3 separate regions of the Mus musculus genome follow, and regions 2 and 3 are each linked to region 1. Evidence: chromatin contacts called from public Hi-C data. All regions are on one chromosome and are shown on one strand. Each heading gives the region's core, a stretch centred on a gene start, on an enhancer-like site or on the middle of the called end of the contact. The rest is flanking DNA. Distances are from core to core; before and after follow the strand shown.

The links. A called contact is a pair of places that touch in the nucleus more often than the background predicts.
Region 2: a contact with region 1 is called in a Hi-C map of cortical neurons. The contact joins the promoter of 3110082J24Rik here to the enhancer-like site in region 1. A contact is called at or near these places in 8 of 39 promoter capture datasets (the 3T3-L1 cell line, HPC-7-derived erythroid cells, cranial neural crest and 4 more), 2 of 15 datasets of contacts at CTCF or cohesin (large pre-B cells and pro-B cells), 15 of 484 Hi-C or Micro-C datasets (B cells, the C10 cell line, the G1E-ER4 cell line and 9 more), 12 of 115 datasets of contacts at active chromatin or transcription factors (the 230-238 cell line, astrocytes, bone marrow-derived dendritic cells and 8 more) and 4 of 9 other capture datasets (adipose tissue, embryonic stem cells, liver and 1 more).
Region 3: a Hi-C map of the N1E-115 cell line shows a contact between it and region 1, with 5 times the contacts expected there. The contact joins the promoter of Lmbr1 here to the enhancer-like site in region 1. A contact is called at or near these places in 1 of 484 Hi-C or Micro-C datasets (the N1E-115 cell line) and 4 of 115 datasets of contacts at active chromatin or transcription factors (embryonic stem cells, large pre-B cells and stem cell-derived neural progenitor cells).

Annotation. Positions count from the first base shown.
Region 1 is chr5:29,771,538-29,774,244 of GRCm38.p6, reverse strand. It overlaps a transcript of Dnajb6 not described here. Among named protein-coding and RNA genes, the nearest start is that of Gm5129, 37 kb to the right of the region's middle. Within about 2 kb of position 1,389, at least 94 of the 459 cell types and tissues checked have an H3K27ac peak or open chromatin away from gene starts, as enhancers often do. A contact at or near this core is called in the 230-238 cell line, the HL-1 cell line, the HPC-7 cell line and 9 more, where this site is marked.
Region 2 is chr5:30,104,710-30,107,409 of GRCm38.p6, reverse strand. It overlaps 3110082J24Rik (RIKEN cDNA 3110082J24 gene), which reads left to right and starts at 1,324. Exons shown (of 3, transcript NM_001256263.1): 1 at 1,324-1,403; 2 at 1,996-2,347. The coding sequence starts at 2,051. It overlaps Garem2 (GRB2 associated regulator of MAPK1 subtype 2), which reads right to left and starts at 2,214. Exons shown (of 6, transcript NM_001167879.1): 1 at 2,007-2,214. The coding sequence starts at 2,118.
Region 3 is chr5:29,377,075-29,379,774 of GRCm38.p6, reverse strand. It overlaps Lmbr1 (limb region 1), which reads left to right and starts at 1,385. Exons shown (of 17, transcript NM_020295.3): 1 at 1,385-1,648. The coding sequence starts at 1,583.

The DNA.
Region 1 (2,707 bases), core at 140-2,639:
TCTCACAAGTCCCATATTCACCTATTTTCTTTCCTTTTTTGAAAAAGTGGGTTTGTTTTGATGCTGGTGACCCAAACCAGAGCCTAAGGCAAGTCAAGCACTGGTCCACACCCGGGGTTATGAGGTCATGTTTCTTTTCCACTTGGGGAACGAAACACACCAGAAAACATATGCCTTGAAACAACTAATGAAAATTTAAAACAAACTCACGATCTGACAGTGTCCCCAGCCAAGACACTGAGGTCGCCCGGAAGCTGAGACAGAAAGACTTGGCAACTGTCACAGAGTGTGGTACGGCTTCAGATCTGAGTCCAGCTGAATGTGGGTACTGACTTCACATAAGCTCCTCCCCAAGTACACAAGGAGAAAGAAGTCTATTTCACTAGGTCATTAATGCCATCAACCTGATATTTCGTCTGTATCACCTGCTGGCTCACAAGATGAAGTCAGTCACACCACTGGCGTCAAAACATGTGCCAGGCACTGGGACTGGCACACAGGGTTCTTGTTCTTAGACTTAGTGCTGTAGTTTCAAACAAACTCTGCACTGTCGGTCTCAAATGAACACAACAGAATGAGGACATCTGTGAGAGGACACGCTTGAGCAGCCAGAAAGTGAGAAACCAAGTGGGGCATGTATAAAACCAGCCTGGCATGAAGGAAGGTGTGACAGCAGGGTCATCTTAGGAAACCGACATTAGTAGAGAAGAGTTAGGAAGCGCACAAGTAGGCAAAAGTCACATTTCATCTGGAGACCTAGAAACCAGGGAATCCCGAAAGCACTAATTTCAACAGGACAGTAATTTTATTTCTAACTCAGGCTAGACAAGTACCCTACCACTGAGTCACATCCTCAGTCTTAAAAAGGGCCATGTCCTCTGGGGTCAGAAGATACATGGAGTGACTATGAAAATAACTGGTGAGCTGGGTGACACTTACAATCCCAGCATTTAGGATGCTAAGACAAGAGCTGAGTTCCACAAATGAGTTCCAGGGTAGAGCCCCTGCCTCTGTGGTTAAGAACTATGAAAAGCACCAGTTGAGCTTCTTCTGGTGCTGTGTCACAAACATCCTGAACTCACTGAGTCACAGTGGACAAGACAAACAGCCAAATGACTTCCAGCAGCCGAGTGTAGTTGGTATGCCCTAACGTGTCAGTTCCATGTGGTGGCACACAAATCCCATTGCTCATACCCATCAAAAGCCCTGGGTAAAGGTGCCCATAGTCAATCATTTCTCAGACCAGTAGGGCTGGCAATTAATGGGCATCTTAAAAACACCAACTGTTCCCATAACCAGGGCCAAATGCTGTTAGTTACAGATGGTGCTGCATAGCAACTCCCTGCACCCCACAGCCGTGGCCACTCCTGTAGCACCCTCTAGGACCAGAGCCAGATCTTATGGGGAACAAACGCAAGGCAGCATCAGACTTCACTTCCCTCTGTCACATGAGTACCAGTAAAAAGACAAACAGGGCTGAAAGGTGGTGGACATAAACCAGATGCCACTTAGTAAATTCTTTTGGAGCTGGGGAAATGGCTCAGCAGTTAAAAATCTGCTCCTAAAATCCAAACCAGAGCTGGGCAGTGGAGGCACACACCATTAATCCCAGCACTCAGGAGGTAAAGGCAGGTGCATGTCTTAAAGTTGGGGTTCTAGAGTTCCAAGACAGCCTTGAAACCTCAAAAATAAATTGGGGGGTACTTTTTTTTGAGTCTTACTGCATTGATAGTTCATCAAGGAATGGAAACAAAATAGAATTCTCCACTTCTGTCTCTGTATCTGTCTGTGATTGCTGGCTTATCTGCAGCATTTTCCCCTTTCAGCCCCAGAAACCTTGTAAACCAAGTGATACCAGCATTAATGATGAGAAAATATCAGGACACAGACACAGCTGAAATGAATCTTGTAAAGGCCAGGCAGATGCCAGCTTTCTGAGTCATTTCTTGTCAGCTTAGACCACTCAAAACACTGGAAAGCTAGAGGCAGTAAATCTGCAGGTTGGCCACCCCCAATAGTGGTATGTCTCTCTTCCTGCCACTGTGATGAAATACTCTGACAGACAGTAGGGTAGAAGAGCAGTAGTCGGTTACAAAGAGCAGCACAGGATGTTGACCATTAGTGTCCCAGCCACAGAACGGTGCCAGCCACAGGTGCAGGTTCTCACCTCAAATAACCAAAAGAATCCTCTACATACACACCCAGACACCTATCTCCCAGTTCTGGGTATCAGGGCTATCGATTACTACAAAAAGTCCCAGAGAAAATGGATAAATTTCAGGATCTATTTCCTCGAAACTGGTAGAAAGAAGACTTTTTTTGTATTGTTTTGGTTTTTTGTTTTATTGAGACAAAGTTTCTCCATTTAAAAAAAGTTTCTCAAAACCCGGGGCTGTCCTGGAACTGGGAACTAACTCTGTAGACCAGGCTGGTCTCAGTCAGAGATCTGCCTTCCTCTGTTTCCAAAATCAGGGATTAAAGGTATGTGCCACCTCCAGCTGGCTGAAAGGAGACTTTTTGTATATTAATCTTTCTAAAAGCAGCCTCTCGCAGAATATGATGCTGTCAGTAGGCTGGAGAGCTGGCTCTCCAGCATTTTGTATTCTCCCAGATGGCCTGAGTTTGGTTCCCAGCACCGCAGCCACCTCATCACCACCTATAACTCCAGCTTTAAGGAATCAGACAGGCTCTTGAGTTTACATTGAGT
Region 2 (2,700 bases), core at 75-2,574, 330 kb before region 1:
GGGCAGAGGTGCAGGGGTTGGGAGGGGTCTGGGCTCAAGAGGCTCCATCCCCAGCAACGGTTTCCAGGGGAGCAGGAGGGGGCAGCCCAGCTTCCAGGAGACTGATGGGGCGTATCCTGGATGCAGCTGGTGGGCACAGTGGGGGTGGGGATGTCTCCTTCCCAGCCCCCTCACGTGCACACGCGCGTGTGGGCATACACACACACACACACACACACACACATCTTACAATTTTTCTACCAGCCCAATGAATGGGAAATGGTTTACTCTAACAGCGGGGGACTTCATAAAGCATGTCTATGTGGGGTGAACAATGGGTGGGGTATGCAGGGCTTTCAGGGGAAGATCTCCCATTCTGGGTGTGAGGATGTATGTGCACTAAAGTGCAAATATGCACAGGGGAGGTTTGTTGTTTCTCCTCCAGCTCTACAAGCTCTCCTTGGAGCTAATCTAACAAGCCCCACCCCCCACTCCTCCACAGAGACACAGGCCAAAGCCACACAGGTATACACACCAATAGCCAGGGGTCACCCTCAGCAATAGTTCAGCTGCACCCAACAAGACAAATGCTTGTCATCCAAACAGCACAACTCAGTCTCAAGATCCTACCAGGGGACCCCTCCTGAATGCATACCAACGAGAGGACTTCCAAGGACACACAATTTCAAGCATACATTTTTATTCTAATGGTTACGACAGTAATAACCACACTGTCACAGACAGCTAGGCCATCCCACACTATTGCTCATTCATTCATTCACTTAATGAATGAATGTCCATACTCCTTGGCCCTCCCCAAAAGCCAGCAGCCCTGTGGAATGGGGCGCACAGGTGTCAGGGAAGCACAGAGAAGTCCTAGCCATAAAGAAGCGCTCAGAAAAGAACTCAAAGAAAAGGGTGTCAAAGAGATGCGTGGGAAGTGAGCAGGAAGAACCTAGGGCAGAATTTCCTATTCACAAGCAGACACAGTCCAGCTGCAAGCGCAGTCCTGGGATCTCACGCTGAGCAGTGAGTGAGGTCCCACCAGAGTTAGACTGCCAGGTATTCCACCTAAAGGACCGGGACACACTGAAGTCCCACTGAGCCTGCTTCGGCCCGCCTGGTGCTCACTGTGCCCAGTTCTTGCTGTTGCGGGTCTGAGGAGGGGCTGCCAGTCCAAGAACAGCACAGGAGTCCCATTAGCATTCAGGGAAGCGAGTGTGCCAACGCGGGCCAAACCCCTATTCTTCTCACACACAAAACCCCCAGCCTGGCTGCCAGCCCCGGCTCCCGCCCCTCCCCCAACCAAACAGCTCCCCTTTCCCCCAACACTACAGTCCTCTTGCTCTGTGCAGCCTTCAGGCTCTCCTATATTCGGTCCCATCATCGGAACACCCGCACCTGCTGGCGAAATAGGACGAGAGGTGGGGGAGGGCCGGGGGTCCTCTGCTGAGATAGGGAAGGGTGTGTGTGTGTGGGAGGGGGGTGCCTGGTGGCCGGCCCGCTCACTCAGGCCTCTCCGGAGGATAGTCTGCCCGTTGCCAAAAGACCTCAGGATGTCAAAGGACGGTTCAGGAAAGGTCCCAAAAAGGGACTAGCGGGGATGGTAGGGAAAGACCTATCGTGGTCCAAGAGATGCGGTACGATGAAGGTGAGAGGCTGGAAGACAAAGGGATCAAGGGGGTGCGGCCTGGGCAGGGGCCGATAGGCGCCGGGAAAGCGGGGTGCACCGACAGAGCGGCCCACAGACTCAGCATCGCTACTGGCTCCAGGGGGACTGAAAACTTTGTTGCAACCCTGCGGCCAGTTACTAACCCTGTGGGGGGTCGGAGGGGCCCAGAAGCGGCTCCCAGACTTGGGGGCTCCGGTTGTGCCAGGAGCAGCCCCAGAAGACAAGCAAAGCCCCCCATCAACGGGGACAGGGAGGGTAGTGACTGAATGCGCCTGTAAGTCCTGCCAGCTCCAACAGAGCGAAGCCCCGACTTTTCGCATCCTCCGCCTCCGTCTCCCCTCTAGACACCGGGTACCTGGTCCGAGGCAGGCGAGCGTGGGCAGGCGGCAGCGGCTGACGATGAGGTCCAGCGGGAAAGCGCCCATGCTCCAGCGCAGCCCGGCCAGCCCGGCCGCCAGCTTCTCCATGGCATGGGCGCTCCCCGGGGTTCGCCGTCCCGGGACCCCGACGGCCAGTCCCGCGCAGCTCGGGCTGCGCGCCCACCACCTCCTCCTGGGCCGAAGCGGCGCTCCCCGCCTGGCAGCCCAGCTGAGCCTCGGGAGTCACGTGGCCAGCCTCCTTCCACGGGGCATCAGCCCCCACCCCCATCCCCGCCCCGCGCCCCGCCCGCCGGGCCCGCACCCCCGGAGCGCCCAGGTGACAGGGTGCTCGGGGTGGAGATGGTTAGGGAAAAGAGAACAGGTCCGATGGGACTCTGGCCGGGTGGGTGTCCGAGGTTTTCCCCTCGTGCCAAGGCCTCGCGGAGTCCGGACTCAGGATTGCTGCGTTGCTCACATCCGCTACTCCAAGCTCAGCGGCGGGGATGCTCAGACTGGGGAGGAGCAAAGAGGGCAGGCGGCACTTGGAGTTTGAATCTAAGTAGTGTTGGAATCCTGTAAGAGCACTTTCCGAAACCCCGCTCCACCCCCCCCACGCCCTCCCCCTCCCCCCAATCTGCTCTGTAGATGGGAAAACAGATTCAAACCTGAACGATTGGGGTCAGTGGCAGC
Region 3 (2,700 bases), core at 136-2,635, 390 kb after region 1:
GCTTGGCAGGGGAGTGGTGTCCATTTTTGAAGTTGGTTATCTTGGCTAAGTTTAAAAGTGCCAAAGAAAATGAAACAAATAAAACTGAATGAAAGCTGGGTAAGCTTCCATGAATAGCCCTGCAACAGAAATGTAAGGGTTTAAATGGTTGCAGTATTCAATTGGAAAGATGTGAAATACTTTCTGGAATATCTGCCCCAGAGCTACACACCTCAAAAGCTGATGTGTTTATCCTTTGATTTGGACAGATTAGCCCAGGAATCATCCAGATCAGTTCAGGTGGGTATTTAACCTAGCTCCCAGAACGCGGTTGTCCAGGAAAAAGGTCTTTTTCCTTGTTCTTTAGGGCTGAGACATTTAAAGACACGTCAAAGGCAAACTGGTTTGAATTCAGACACGTTGTTGCTGACTGATGAGCCTGCTGTATCGGGAACACACGCTGGGAGCAAGACTCAGGTTCCCCAGGCTCTTCTACCAAATGAACCCAGAATCAAAATTGCAAATAATCCTTTTAATTCCAGCTGTTTTGGCCCAGGCCTTTAATCATGACTCCCCGGAAGCAGAGGCAGTCGGATCTCTTGAGTTTCAGGACAACCAGGACTGCATAGAGAACCCTGTCTAGAAAATCCAAATCAACCAACCAAATACTCCTTTAAATTCCAATTTTAAAACAAAAATTGCATAATGAAGGGAAATGGCTGTGTTGGCATACTTAGTCGTGCCTCATATCAAGGGCGTTGTTTAAGGCCTACAGAGGATCATTAACCATCAGAGCCCATCTTCAGACCTGGGGGCCCTAGGCTATCTCAGTTCTCCAGGACAGCGGCTCTCCTATCTCCGCAGAGGCAGAAGGACTTCAGAGTGCTAAGCTGCAACGGCTTTCCCGCTTTGCACTTGCTTGGGAGAGAAATTTTCCGTAGTAGGCCCTAGGTCTTTAAGGTTGGTCGAGCCCAGTGCTAAACTCAGATTCTGAGAACAAGGGTGGAGCAAGGCGTGATCCAAAAGCCCCGGGGTGATCCAAAAGCTTCAATAAACAAGTGAGGGCGGGTGCACCTGTGCCCGGATCTCCAAATCCCGTTCGCACCAGGGCTTCCGCCTCTAGACCTCATCCCCTGCCTGGAGCTTCGGCCCGCCCTTACTCTGGGCAATGACTAACAAGGCTGGACCACAACACTTCAGGCCCAGCTCCGAGATTTATGTCCTGCTGCAGCACGCGTCAGAAGGCCACTTCAGTCCAGGACCCTAAAAACCCCGCCCCCGTTCCTCCAGTCTCTCTCCAAGGCGCCTAGCGACCTTCGGCCCAGCGCCCCACGCGCAGAGGCGCTCTTCTCTGACGTACGGCGCTCTCAGAGTGACGCACAAGTCCCGCCCCGACCTCAAGCCCCGCCCAGGCTGTGGCCATTCCCCGCCTCTTGTATCTTGAACCGCTTCTCCCTGAGCTCAGGCGGCGTTTTCCGATCCTGCTGCGGTCTAGGTGGCGTTTCTGTCCGGCCACGAGAGACTGTATAGCCCCGCCGCCCGCGGGCAATGGTGCGGCGGAGCGCGCAGACGCGGGCGGCCCTGCGGTGGGTATGAAAGGAGGATGGAAGGGCAGGACGAGGTGTCGGCGCGGGAGCAGCACTTCCACAGCCAAGTGCGAGAGTCCACGGTGCGTGGTCGGGCGGTTCCCTGGTGCTGCGCCGCGCGTTGGACCCAGGAGCGCAGCGTAGACCAGCACGGTCCCATAGTTTCTTCCCGGACCCTTCACGCATGTTGGCCTTCCAGCACCCCACTGGGTCTGCTGCAGACTGACTCCGACGCCCCGCATCACTTGAGACCCGTTCACCTGCTCCCCATCTTCTCACCTCTGTCACCTCCTGCTCTGTCACCCTACTGCTCTCTCCTCTTGTAGGTCTCCCTCGCGCCACCAGCGTTCTCTCCCCTCCTTTCTGTCCTCTCCTTACCTATGTTCCCTCCCCTTCATTCTAACTTCCTATCTTTCTCCTGTCACCTTTATACCCACCCACCACCCCGTACCTATGTCTTCCTTCCGCTGCGTCACCTGTGCTCCTCCCTTTCCCTGAGCTCCCTCCTATCATTTCTGCCCGCTTCCAGTCACCTGTGCCCACCTCTGGTCACCTGAGTTCGGCTCTCCTCCCAACACTTGTAGCCCGTCATCATCGGACCTCCTCAGTCACCTACACTTAACCTGCGTCCATTTCTCCTATACTCTCCCTATGCGTCCATTCAACTCATCTGCACCTTTATCATCTGCTTCACCATCTTCACCTGAGTTTATCCCGCATCTCCTGCTAACTGAGGGTATAGGGTGATGGGTGGCTGCCTCTTTTCTTCTAGCCGGGCGTGGTACCTGGTATCTGGGCTGAGCTTGCTGTGGCTCAGCTGTAAGTACAGACACCTGGCTTCCCAAGCTTCCAGCCCTGCAGTGGCTCTGGCCTCCCACCCGCATCTCCCTATACTCACACCCTCTCTAAACCCCTCTATCCAGGACAGAGTTAAAAACTTCCCGAGGAGTGTAGACAAGTCTTTCGTAGGAAGGGCGAGAGCAGGAACCTACAGTGCTGTCAAACAACTGCTCTGGAAAGGATGGACCCCTTTCATCCTGCTGTTTCTAGCAGGTCAGGAAGCCAGCTTGGCTCCCTAAGGTCTCTTTTGATGAGTGCCTTTCAGGATGCCCTACACTATTGTAAAAGAATTAGT